Regions from separate parts of the Columba livia genome. Here region 2 is linked to region 1. The links are chromatin contacts, called in public Hi-C maps. All regions are on one chromosome and are shown on one strand. Each heading gives the region's core, a stretch centred on a gene start, on an enhancer-like site or on the middle of the called end of the contact. The rest is flanking DNA. Distances are from core to core; before and after follow the strand shown.

What was found. Hi-C and Micro-C count contacts between places; a contact is called where the count stands out from the background.
Region 2: a Hi-C map of liver shows a contact between it and region 1, with 4 times the contacts expected there. The contact joins two enhancer-like sites. A contact is called at or near these places in 2 of 2 Hi-C or Micro-C datasets (crop and liver).

Annotation. Positions count from the first base shown.
Region 1 is chr6:11,107,064-11,113,034 of bColLiv1.pat.W.v2, reverse strand. No RefSeq gene overlaps it. Among named protein-coding and RNA genes, the nearest start is that of SMC3, 7.8 kb to the right of the region's middle. Within about 2 kb of position 3,219, at least 2 of the 3 cell types and tissues checked have an H3K27ac peak away from gene starts, as active enhancers do.
Region 2 is chr6:11,319,008-11,325,382 of bColLiv1.pat.W.v2, reverse strand. No RefSeq gene overlaps it. Among named protein-coding and RNA genes, the nearest start is that of MXI1, 16 kb to the right of the region's middle. Within about 2 kb of position 1,597, at least 2 of the 3 cell types and tissues checked have an H3K27ac peak away from gene starts, as active enhancers do.

The sequences.
Region 1 (5,971 bases), core at 1,970-4,469:
TGGAACTGAGGACCCAAGCACCAATGAGTGAAGGTGAGTGTGACAAATCAGGATGGCACTTAACTGGGGGATGTGATGTATGATTTTGAACCTGCATGGACAGGGTAGGAACCCTAATTCTCTGCTTCCAGATACGAGCAGAAAACAGCTGCCTCCGTCCTTAGTGAGAGAAAGAGCTCCAACAGTGTTTTGTGGCTTGTGTGCTGAGCAAATTCATGAGATTGGACAGCCTGGAAGACTTAGACCAGATGGTCTTGGTTCTGGGTAGGTCAGTCCTAGGAAATGGAAGTTCAGATCACGCAGGTGAGTTGGATATGTCAGTGCTGAAGGATGGCGGCTGACATTGACAGAGGCTGAACTGGCTGGTTCAATGTGCCTGGCAGAGGAACAGGGATGTCAAAAACAAAGATGTGATGGAAAACAGAGACACACATAGCTGTAACAGCAAGGGGAAAGCTATGGTACGAAGCTTTCAGACATCAGAAAAAGCAAGTGAGGGAAAGATGCCAGGAATGTTGTACCCTTAGGCAAAGCTTTGATTAGAGCTTATCCTTTATGATACCTGAGTCCAAAGAAGATGAAAGGAAATGTCACAGAAAAGGGGATTTTGCAGGTTCTGCTGCCCTTGGAAGTGCTTGTTCAGGACTGTGCTGGAACGTAAGCATCTCTCACCATTGACACACTTATGTTCTGTACTCCCCAGTGTCAGAAGCTGCTTCAGATCCTGGTGTGGGACTGAAGAGGGCTTGTGCCACATAAGCTTTTGGTCCCATGCTCTTAGGCTTATGAAGAGCATGGTTGTGTTGCAAGAGTGAGCACTGCTGCTCAGTTGGTCTCTGCTTTGCTCAGGCTGCCTTTCCTTTCAGCCTCCAAGACAAACAAATTCCTCAAAAAAAAACTGCCACAAGAAATACATATCTTTACATGACTGCAAATCAGATTGTGAAGTGATCTGAGTTGGGGGTGGATGGGTGGGTGTTGTCCTTAAGTGTCCCTTTGTGTTCTTTTAGTCATTCACTAGTGCGATCTGCAGCCTATGCTGGTTACAATATCTTCTCCTGCTTCTCTGATTAAAGGACTTTCCAAAAGGTAGAAATTACATCCTGACCAGTAAAACCCAGGTAAAATTCACCTGCTTCATGGGGAGTTTATACTGAGATGCCCATCCCTGGCTCCTGAGCAACACTAGGTAGGTAGTTCTTAGCTTCTTGCCTTCTGGTAGCAAGTTTCTTTTTTTCAGAAGACAAAGCCTGAATGAAGAAGGTATTCTGCAGGCGTTGTTATTTGTGTGCTAAAACCAACACTTGCCTTACCAGGAAGTCAAAGATCCAACTGTGCCTGTAACACGGCAAAAGTAAGCGAGGCTCCAGGTGTGGTGAATTTGACCCTACATCTCCATTTTTCACGGCTTCATGCTAATTGGAGAGGAGACACGCTGCCAGCTCACTCTCTGGGGAGACAAAGACAGGAATCAATTTGCAGAGCCACATAAATATGGAAGTAGGATTTTTTTTGGCGTGGGAGGTGTTACCAGTGCCACACATTACGGTTCCTTGGCTTTATCACATCGTAGGCTTTTACCGAGACGTGAGTAACTTCTCTAAATAAGGAATATGAAAATAGCTTGTGAAATAGGTTGAGTCATCAGAGAAAATCAAATTAAGTACCAACACTGGGGCCTCAGCTGTGAAGTCCTACTTTGTTTTACTGTTGCATTATAAACTCTGGGGTCATTTCAATCTGTTTATTTCAGCTTCAAAATTCAAAGTACTCTGACATCTAAATAAGGCTTACCAAATGGGTTCATTTTTCTGTTAGCAGCAGTGCTGCATCCCTATGTGTCCTGCCTATGAACACTTGCAGGGAATGTAAAGATTATCACGAGAAATGGCTTCTGTGGTTAGAGCTGAAATGCTCAGCACTTCTTCCAGCATTGTCTAGTTATTTAAGAGGATTTATGGCCCCTAAATATCCCTTTCAAGTACTAGTCTACCTCATGGAAGTTATTTGTAGCTCCTGGGAACCCTAGCAAGACCTGTTGTGCTGAGAGCTGCACAAACACCAAACCAACCCAGAAAGCCAGTAATTCAGGACCAGAAATGACCATGGTAGATAGAAAGGGAGAAAGAAACACAAAGCCCCAAAGGGATAGCACTGCTGTGGGGCTCTCATGTATCTGTCAAGGATTTTTCTTGGCACACCAGGATAGGACCCATGCTAGGGAGACCACCCATGGAAAGCACCTCTAGGAGAAAAGCTTGCATGGGATCCATGGGAACCATTGGATGTGCTGTATGTGAGAACAAGTGGGAAGCACCCACAGCGTAAATCCTACAGCTACGTGACACGCAGGTCCCCACCCAGGACCAGGCTCACTGCAGTCACAGGATTTCAGGACAGGAAGCACATGAAGGTGCCTGATCTGCTGGGTCTGTTAGATGCTCAAAAATGACAGGCAGACTGATAAAGACCTCAAACCCCTTTGGCATAACCATTTTTCCAGACTTGGTTTTGCTGAGCTGCTCATGTTAGTAAAGTTACTCACATGAGTAAGCGTTCATCAGACAAGACTTAAGTCTCTCAAGTGAAGCGATAAAGGGGTTTTTCATTGGCTCTCTTGTGTGTCAGAATAGTGTTTTATTTCTGTCACACAGATACTCCATTTCTGAGACTCCTTTGTAAAGTAGACAGAGTCTGATAGTGAGTCATCTCTGGTTATTAAATTGTCCATACATTGCAAGCTGCCTCCAGGCCCTGATCCAAAGCCTATTGCCTTCAGTGGGGAGGACAGTTCCTGAATGCAATGGGCTTCGGATCAGGGCCTGGATGAATCTTTGCATAAAATCTTCTAAGGAATCATTTCTTCTAATTGGAACTAGACTTGACGCTGCATTGAAATGGAATATGAGGTCTGCAGGACTCAAACTGGAACAACGGGTATGTCCTCTCTGCTCCGATGCCTCCAATCATGTTAAGTCAAGTTAACTGGAAAATCAATTGACACGAATTCCAGCATGACCATTAACTGCCATCCGGCTGGGCCCTGAGAGGCTGGCCAAGATTAGGCAGATTTCTAACAGGAACGGAGAAGAACTGTGTGCATTCGTCTCCTAGAGATGCTTTCAACCCATGGCCTCCCTAGCAATGTCCGTGTTGCCCCTAGTAATTACTGTGGCTAATGGAGGGACCAGGGGGTCAGGCAGCCTGGGATCGATTGTGGGCTCTGCCCTTGGCTTTCAGGGCAAGTGATGCAGCTGCACTCCTGCTGGCACAGTCACATTTGTCAAAAGCATAAAGGAAGTGAGTGAGAGCTGGACTGACCGAGCTGACCAGAGGGATCCCCTGAGAATATATAGAAAAGAACTGTAGCAGCAAAACTGTGTTTTCCGCAGCACAGATCATTTCTCCCACAGAGGATGTTTCTGCTCTGTTGGTACAAAGCAAAGTTTTGCTGATGTGGCTTTGCTCACACAAGAAGCATTTTGCTGCTAGAGTGGACCTGAATTTCTCTCCAAATGTTTCTTGTAGGCTTATCCATATGTTTTTGCATCCTGCCTTGCATCAGGGATAATGACATCAATCTCATTCTGAGAAAGGCTTTTTTCATATGTTTGCAATGCAAATTAGACCCATGGACAAAGGCTGTCCTAAGCACAAAACCTCATTAACATGATGCATTTATTGTACTGTGCTTGTAGGCCCATATGTTCCCTATTACAAGAGAGTTTTTAGGTGTGTGTTTAGTTTTGGTGTGGTTTTTTTGTGTGGTGTTTTATTTTTTCTCCCCCCAGCCTATAACGTTTTATTTAGTTATAAAAACAAAACCAATCAGACAGTGTTTCAGACAACCATGGTGCACTGGAGCAGCCGCTCTGGCAGGAAGCAGGCGATGGGAGCCCTGGGTGGGTGGCAAGAAAACCATGTGCTACCGAGAGCTAAAGCATTGATATGGTTCAGTTTACTAAATCCAGCTGTGAAGAGCAGCTGGTTTTCTGGCAGCCAGCGTGACATACTCAGGCGGATATGCTTGAGAGGATGGATCAGGGGCCACCAGTGGGGAGAAGGGGAGGGTTCCCTGTGCTACTAAGTGCTAAAGTGGCTTCTGGCAATTCTAATTACCAAACGCAGCTGCAAGGAGATTTTCTGGACCTGAATGTGACATCTGACAGGGATACGCCTCAGCCGTGTGTATGGGGAGGACTGGGTAAGGAGAAGGGTTCTGCATAACCAACTACTGCCCTGCTCGGTGCTTGGGTTTGGGGGATCCTGGGGAAAGGTCATGGGGACAAGTGGAGGATGTCTGCAGACATCAGGGGAGGCTGCCAAGAGGCTTCAGGCAGTGTTCCCATCTTGGTTTCTCGGTTTGTCTTTCCATTTCCTTCCCTTCCAGCCCCCCTACAGGAGGGAGCTGAGGACACGAGGGGAGACAGCAGGCACAGCAGGCTGGGACAAAGGGAGATCAGGTAGAATAAACAGCAAGACACCTCTTTGGGGGGCTGAAAAAGATTAAAAAAAAAAAAAAGATGCCTGTTATCTGGACCAAACTGCGAAAAGCTGCAGCGGTGAAGCCTGCCAGGCTGGGTGTGATAGGAGAAGGATGTCCTGCTGTCCCTGGGCTCAGCCTGGGAACAGCCTGAGAAATGATGCTGAGTGTTAAAACTGGGGGGGAGGTTGGTCGGAGATAATCTCTGGGGTAGTGGTCTTAGTTACCATGATAAAGCTGGAAGTTATCTTTGCTTTCTTTTGATCTTCAAAGGACAGGAGGAAATTTCACACTTAGAGGAGGCCACCCGGTGTCAGGTGAAGTTTCTGCAGCTTGTGAACGTTGGTCAGATGCCGTAAGGCCAGCAACTCACCTGCCTTAGTGTGAAAATGCCCCGTGGAAAGGAATCTGCTTTTTCCTGGGGCTGGTGTTGGTGCCAGAGCTAGAAAAATCACATTTGCTTGTGGGTCCGGAGGCTGCAGACGGGTGGCTCAAATTGAGAGTAAAATCCAGGCAATGTGATTGTGATGTGGTTCATCAGTTTGGATGTGTATTACTTTGTTGGATGGATGTGGTCAGCCAAAATAATTATTTGTGTTCTAATCTAATTACAAATTTACTGCGGCTGTCTCCTTCCAGGTGCTAATGAGCAGTAGAGGCAGGAGGAAAGGGATTTTTCGGTATTTCAGAATGCTCTGTGCAAATCAGATGTCTAGTCTGGCATCTCTGTCAACATAATTTTGTTCATATTGGCCACAAAGACTGAAAAAGCTGCCCTGAAATGAGGTGGCATGGGTCACAGACCCAGGCGGGCTCTTTCTGCCCCTGGCCCCACAGCCTGGCTCACCACACCACGTGTGCCCAGCGCAGGCGTTTGGCCACTTCTCTGCATCCACCCACCAGTTCCCACAGGGAGTCTCTGTGGCTCTCGGTTAGTCTGTGTCCTGGCACTGCTGGGAACTGGTTGCAAAATATCCATTTGGTCAATGATATCATCCAACCAGCAACACCTCTGGGGCCTGGGCAGGCACTGCCACTTCCCCTCGGTCCCTCACCCACTCTTTCACAACAGCAAATAATCAGTTTTTCTGCAGATGCAGCTTTGGAGTGAGCAGCCAGTCCGGCAGATGGGATGTATATATTTATGTCTGAGTGGCTCTCTTACTGCCAAGATCGCATTTACTGCTCTCTTGAACATGAAGAGATTCTTTGGAAGTAAAATTGACTGGTTTTAATTCACCTCCTGATCTCCCAGGCTCGTACTGCTGCCTGAGCTGGAGGTTTTTCATCTAGAGTTTGCATTAGGAAGCTCTCCAGAGGTCACCCTCACTTATGATTTATTTTTACGACAACCAGTTGATCCTGTCCTCCCAGGGCTGTGAGTGGCAGGTGCTTCCACCCCCCCGGCATGTGATGCAGTCCCCAAAAGCAGCCACCCACCTGGCCTGATGCGGGTGAGCTGTTGCCAACCCAGCCCGGCTCCGGGGC
Region 2 (6,375 bases), core at 348-2,847, 210 kb before region 1:
AAGTCCAGTTTGCAAGACTGTTGAGTTTTCACTGTTTCAGCCTGTGGAAGCTTCTCAAATCCAACGTACTGTTAAGTAGCCAATGACGGGGAGAAAGGGCCAGTGTTGGCCCGGTCCAGACATGCAGGTCTGGTGGCAACTTTTGACATGAGCACCAATGTTCCTCCTCTCCCTGCAGACTGGTGGGGAAATGCATCCCCTCGCCACAGGGTGATTGCCTGCGTTCGTGTTTGTTCTTTCAAAGGTCCGGTATGTTAAATGAGGTGGAGGACTCATTGAAAAGCACTAATTAGAGTCTGCCCGGGGATGTGTGCGCGGCCAGCTGGAGCGCGGTCAGTCTGTCTGCGGGCGCTGCCTTGTGTGCGGCTCAGACGGCACGAGCAGCCGGCGGGGAAGGGCAGGGGGGCGATCAGTGCAGATGGGCGCTTCTGACATTTTAGCTGTCACAGAGCCTGTATAAACTCCTATTTTTAGAGACTTGAAGATTTGCTGAGCTTACACAGACTCTTAAAGGAACAGCAGAAAGCACATCCCTTATATAAAGGTTACTCATCCCTTTGCCACAATTTCTAATCTCAGTTGTGAAGACAGCAGCAATTTAGGGTTCTAGAAGATAAGATTGCCAGAATGTAATGTGGAGAAACTTGTGTTTTTCTACAGCCTTGTTCTATGGAAGTGTTTGATTACATTAGCTTTATATTCTATGCATGCCGATAGTATGTGCAAACACACCCAAGCAGTTTTCACTTGGACCAGCACACAGCATGGGAAGTTTCAGTCAAGTGTGATCAACTTGTAAGAAAAACAGAATAAAGCCTGATGATGAGAACTGGAGGGCAAACCTGATCACAGATAATGTCTCCATCCTGGCTCTGATATCATCTGTGTAGGTATTTAACCCTGATACCTCATCAGTGGTGGGAGCTACACAGGGCAATTATGCTGAGCCAGGGAGAGAAAATATTTCCTTAGATGCGTTCTCAAAGTCCCTTTACAACTGGTTGTGCCTTTCTTCTTTCTGTGTCTGCAGGGAGCAACGTAAATTTAAGAGTTCGCACTCTGCAATTGTGGTTGGGAGTCCCAAAGACAGACACAGCCTGTGAGCGGTAAAAATGGAAGCGGCCATTAGATGGCATCAGACCTTCGCGTTTGCTGCCTTCATTCCCTGCAGTCAGAAAGCCATTAACAAAGAGCTTTCAAAGAAAGTATTTTGGTGGAGATTTTGTGGGCTTTGTTCCAGTTCCAGCGCAGCAAGATGAAAGCAGACATCTGGCTGTTGGACTCTTTTTCTTTATTGATTCATTTCAAAATCCAGCAATGGAGCAGGCTGTGTCCGGGAGGCAAGACTCCTCCGCTCCCCTCGATCCGCTCACACTGCTGCAACCAGCTAAGAATATTTTATTTTTTTTTTCACTTGTAAGCTCGCTCCACTGAGCAGAAGCATATCGGTATGTTCAGTATTTTCTCCAGCAACCTTGCCCACAGGCCAGAGAACTCTCAGCATCCCTGGATGATGGGGGCAGAAAAGGCAGGAGACCCCGATGGAAGGTCTGGGGGACAAGGACAGGGCTGATGAGCTGCAGAGCTTCAGGTGTCTCAGGGTCAGGGCAGGGTCTCTCTGATCTGCCCCTCGGGTGAGCTGCAGGGGTGTGAGTGGAGAGCTAGGAGTCATAGCACCTGTGTCTCTGGTAAGGTCTACAGTGAAGAAGGATACTTTAAAACATTAGAAAAACCTGCTGATTTGGAAGTTCAACTGAGACAGTTTGGTGAGTTGTACTACATTTTCATAACTCTTTAAAAGGGAACGGGGTGCTCTGCTACTGCCAACCCCTTTGTGTCCGCTTGCTCTTCAGCAGGGAAATTCTACCAAAGGCACACTTGGCATCTTGGTCTCTGAACTGCACATTGCTGGAGGCTGAGGGCAAGGTCTTGGAAACATCACTGCACGCTCACCCTGTTTTTATTCTTTTCTTCAAGTGCCTTCCCTTAATTTTTGTGGAAAACAGGATATTGGACAAGTTGGACCTTTGTCCTGATTTGCTACAGTTGTTTTTCTGGATTAGTCAAACTTGAGAATGGAAAGACTCAGCTGTTTGTGCTGTTAACTGTTGTGCACAGAGAATCAGAGAAAAGGGGGAGAGGATGGAGATAGATACATTATTATATATTTTAAAATATACATTATAGTTACATAATATTGATATATTAGTGTATTATATCTCTCATATATGGTGGTTGAAGGGACAGATGCTCCGAATTGTCTCCAAGAATGAAAAAGACACATTTGACTTTGAGAAAGTGGAAGGTGTTCTCCATGTGTTTCTTATCTGGGAACTGCCTGTAAATGAAGCACGTAAAGGGGGGGAAAAAAAGAAGTGACAGCTGAAAACATTTGCAGCACGTGTTTAGCAGAACTTCCTTTTTGATGTTCCTTTCCTGACCTTTTCTAGCTTCTCCTTCCTATCTCTGGTCAACATTTGTATGTTCCCAGCTGTGCCAGAGCTGCCAGGCCCCTCACCTCCCCCAGACAGAGGAGTGAGGGGCTGCTGAAGACCCTTCCCAGGGCTCCCCATCTCTCCAAGGGGAGATACCCTGTCCCCATCAGTGCTGAAGGATCCTGCACTTTTCTGTCTTGCCTACATCAGTGTTGTAATTTCCAGGAGCCTTTCATTTTGCATTTGCAGCAATAGATTGGTGTGACTGCATGTCTCTGGATGCTGCTGTAGCTTTTGCAAACTTCTAATTTGAAAAAAACAAAACTTGTGCTTTGGGTTATCAGGACAGCAAGTAGTTGAACTCTGTAAGGAATAAGTGAAATGCTCTGGGGTGGCAGTGTTGTCCCCAGCACAGCTTTAAACAGGAGCCATCTGCTCCCCAGCAGATTCTGCTGGCTAGTTCTGGTTTTGACCTTTGGCACGTCAGCTGCTGGCTGCTCCCTGACCTTCTCATCAAGAACAGGCTGATCCTTCTCCTCCCAAAGGTATGGAAAGTTCAAACATTGCCTCAAATGATGTTCTTGAATTAACAGCCTGATTTCTCTCAAAGGGTTGAGCACACTCACCAGTGCCCGGGGGAACCACAGAAGAACAAGTTGCTTGTTCAGCCCTTGGCTTGATGCAGCAAGAGCCAAATCACCCCCGAGCTGCAGGGGGAAAAGCAGCATGGCAACCGGCTGTCGTGCTTGAGGAGCTCATGGGGATTGAGTTCCTCAGTAAACATCCCAATTTCCAAGCCCTTCCCCACTCCTCCGTGCTCCCGTGGGGATGGGGAAAGGGAGGTTGCTGCGGATGGCTGGTTTTCTTTCTCCAGGGTGTTGAGAGCAGCTAATTGACCATTAATGAATATGCCTTCGTGTTAAGGGTCTCTGAATGTTAATGGCAGCGCAGGGACCTGCCCCTGTGTCTCTCAAGCGGGTGCTTGGCATGACAGCACTAAGGCTTGGGGACGTTTTGAGTCCCCATACAGATGGCTTCATGGTACGACAGAGCAGCTGCTGAGACATCACCTCCTTTCTTTTCCCTCTGTTGTAACAGCAAAGTAACAGAGGCGCTGCAAACATTCAAAACTTCACTAAACTTGTATAAACTCAGTCCCAAGCTGTGTGTGCCTGTGAAGTTGGCTTGCTTTAAAAATATTTTTATAAAGAAATCCAGCTCTACCCTGAGGGAGTGGGATGGACTCGCTATTGCCTGCATGTCAGAGGCCATCACCCTGTCCCTCCACGTGCTGAGGTGCCATCTGCCTGCAGGCTCCTGGAGCACAAAACCTGCTCCCTTTGACACCAACTCCAAACATCAAACTTGAGTGAAGAGAAACTGCAGACAGTGCCTTGATAAAACTGGAAAATAAATGCAATTAAGGTGCGGTTGGTTGCATGTGCATCAGCCGGACAGGCAATTGTGTGGTGCCTCCCTCTGTGCAAGACCAGATGCAAGGACTAATTGTTGCTTTTACCAGACTAAAAAACTCCAACCTGAAGCCCAGACAAGTTGTAAAATGGAGGACATTTACCTTGTGTGCCACCTGCCAGGCACTTGGGATGGAGAAGGGCAGGCAGCTGTGGCAGGTGAGCCTTTCTCAGATCCTGTTATTTGGCAGCATCTCCAGGACCTGCAGCACAAGCCACCTCTGCAGGGGATGTGTGAGCTGAGCAGGAGCCCGGCAGAGCAGGGGTGAAAGCCTTATCACTTGGATGAGGGTGCAGATGTGTACCCAGGTGGGAGCTGTGCTGGGGCCTTAGAGACGCTCCAGAGGACCAAAGCCTCACCATTTTCTCAGTTACGTCTTCACTGGATGCCAAAAATGACCTACAGAAGATTGTGTGAACATGCTGCAGCAGCTGTGGCTCATACACAGTGCTTTGCCCTTGGCGGTCAGACACTTGCAGCCCCAATTCTTTAGCTCAACAAATAAAATGGAGAAGTTGGCTGTCAAACCCACTCAGCAGAGGCAGAACGTGGGGCAGCAACTCATTTCCCCAAATATGAACTACCCCTTTCTTATTCAGTGATTTTAAATGTCCTTCCCTCTCTAGCAGGTAGTACAAAGTGTTGCTAGTACTTACTCTTTCCACTGGCCAGACAACTCTCTCAAACACCAATACCTTTAATTACATACATTTCTATATACATATTACACATGCTAATCATATCTACAGAGATATGAAATCATTTACCTTGCCTGGCTTCAGTTCTGTTTTAAAGCTGGTAAGAATCAACATTCAGCCAGCATTAGGAATATGCTGTATAAATAATTAGAGTTTATTCAGATTTATTCAACAGTGTTTACATCTAATAAGTAATCACATCCATTTAGGCATTGATTTTCTGGCTGATAAGTCACCTAAATGCGATCGCTCACCTTCAACTGGAGCAGCTGGTCCTTCCTGGATTTATTTAATGGGATCAACTTCACAAGTTACGTGCAAGAGGCACTGTGAGCAGACTTTGCACTGCCATGGTCTGTGCAATGGGAGAATATTTGGTTATTGCAATGATTTTTCTTATAACCAGATGTTTTGGGCTGACTTACTCTATTTGGCTTTATTTCTGCCTCGCCAGCTGCTTTATGGTACTAGAGATGCCCCAGATGTCTTCTTGGAATGAGGATGGAGGCTCATTGTCAGTGTTAGCTGGACTGTCCTGCCAGCACCCTTGTGCCTGCTGGTCTGGTGAGGATTCCCGGGGTACCAGCCACTCGCTGGGGCTGCTGAGCCTCTTACAAACACTTCAATAAATGACAGCATCCCTCATTTAAAATAAGCTTTCTGTGAACTGGTGGGACAAGAGGAAATATTCTTGATTATTTTCTTATGTTGAGCATTTTAGGCTTAAAAGCAAGGTACAAGTGCAAAAACCTTCACTTTTCCTTTCAGCATCTTCCTCCAGTGTAATCCAGGTGGGTGCTGGTGTGAACACCAGGATGTGCACACCATCGCATGCTGCGCAGGGTAGTGACAGGCAGCCAATTTAGCTGGAGAGATCAGTGTGTTTTATACAGGATCAGCACCTTTGTCTGTGTGAAAATAATCTCATCTGAGCCTTTGACCTGCAGAGGGTCTGTGTGAGCAGGTCAAAGGCTCCTCTGGTGGGACCGGGCTCCCAGCTGGCACCTTCAGCCACCCCGAACCCCAAATCAACATGGCACAGCTTGCTGAGACTCATCATGGACCACAAGTGCCTTTTTGGGGTGGATTTTGGCAAGCCACACATGCTGCATTACACCCCTGCGACATGTGGATCCAGCCTTTAATCCCTGTGCATGCTGGTGCTGCCCCCGGAGCAGGGGAGCACTGCTGCCTAAAGCAGGGTGACCCAAAATACGGCCCCTGCCTCCTTTAGATCTAATCAAGGCTGCCAATACCACTGATATACTGGACAATCAGAAAAAAAAAAAACATTTCCTCAGAAAAACTGATATTACGTGAAAGAGTCAAAGTGGCATCGGGTGAATGGAAACACAGCACTGTGCTCCCTCGGTGTCCGTGTAAATGCTGTCTGCACCGCCCACAAAGCAGCACCTGCCTCTGGCAGCCCTACACACTGAGCAAAGGCTGTTAAAGAAACGCACGGTACATATGCAATGCAAACAGCATGCCAAGCTTGTGGAGGACATGGGCTCGCAGAGTCTTGTCCCCACAGGTCAATAACTCAGGTGGAGCTCTGCAGTGGCAAGATCATGAAATGCTGTTACGTTTTAACACGAACTTGTGATCTTGAGCATCTTTAGTGCTCTGACTTCCATTCCTAATAAAACAAGGGGATGCTGCAAGAGGCAGCTCTGAGCCTTCCTCCCGCTCAGCTGGGCAGGAGCTGATGTTGCTCACCTGGAACCTCCCTGGGCCCAGTGGGTGCTTGTAAGAGAGGCTGCAAATTA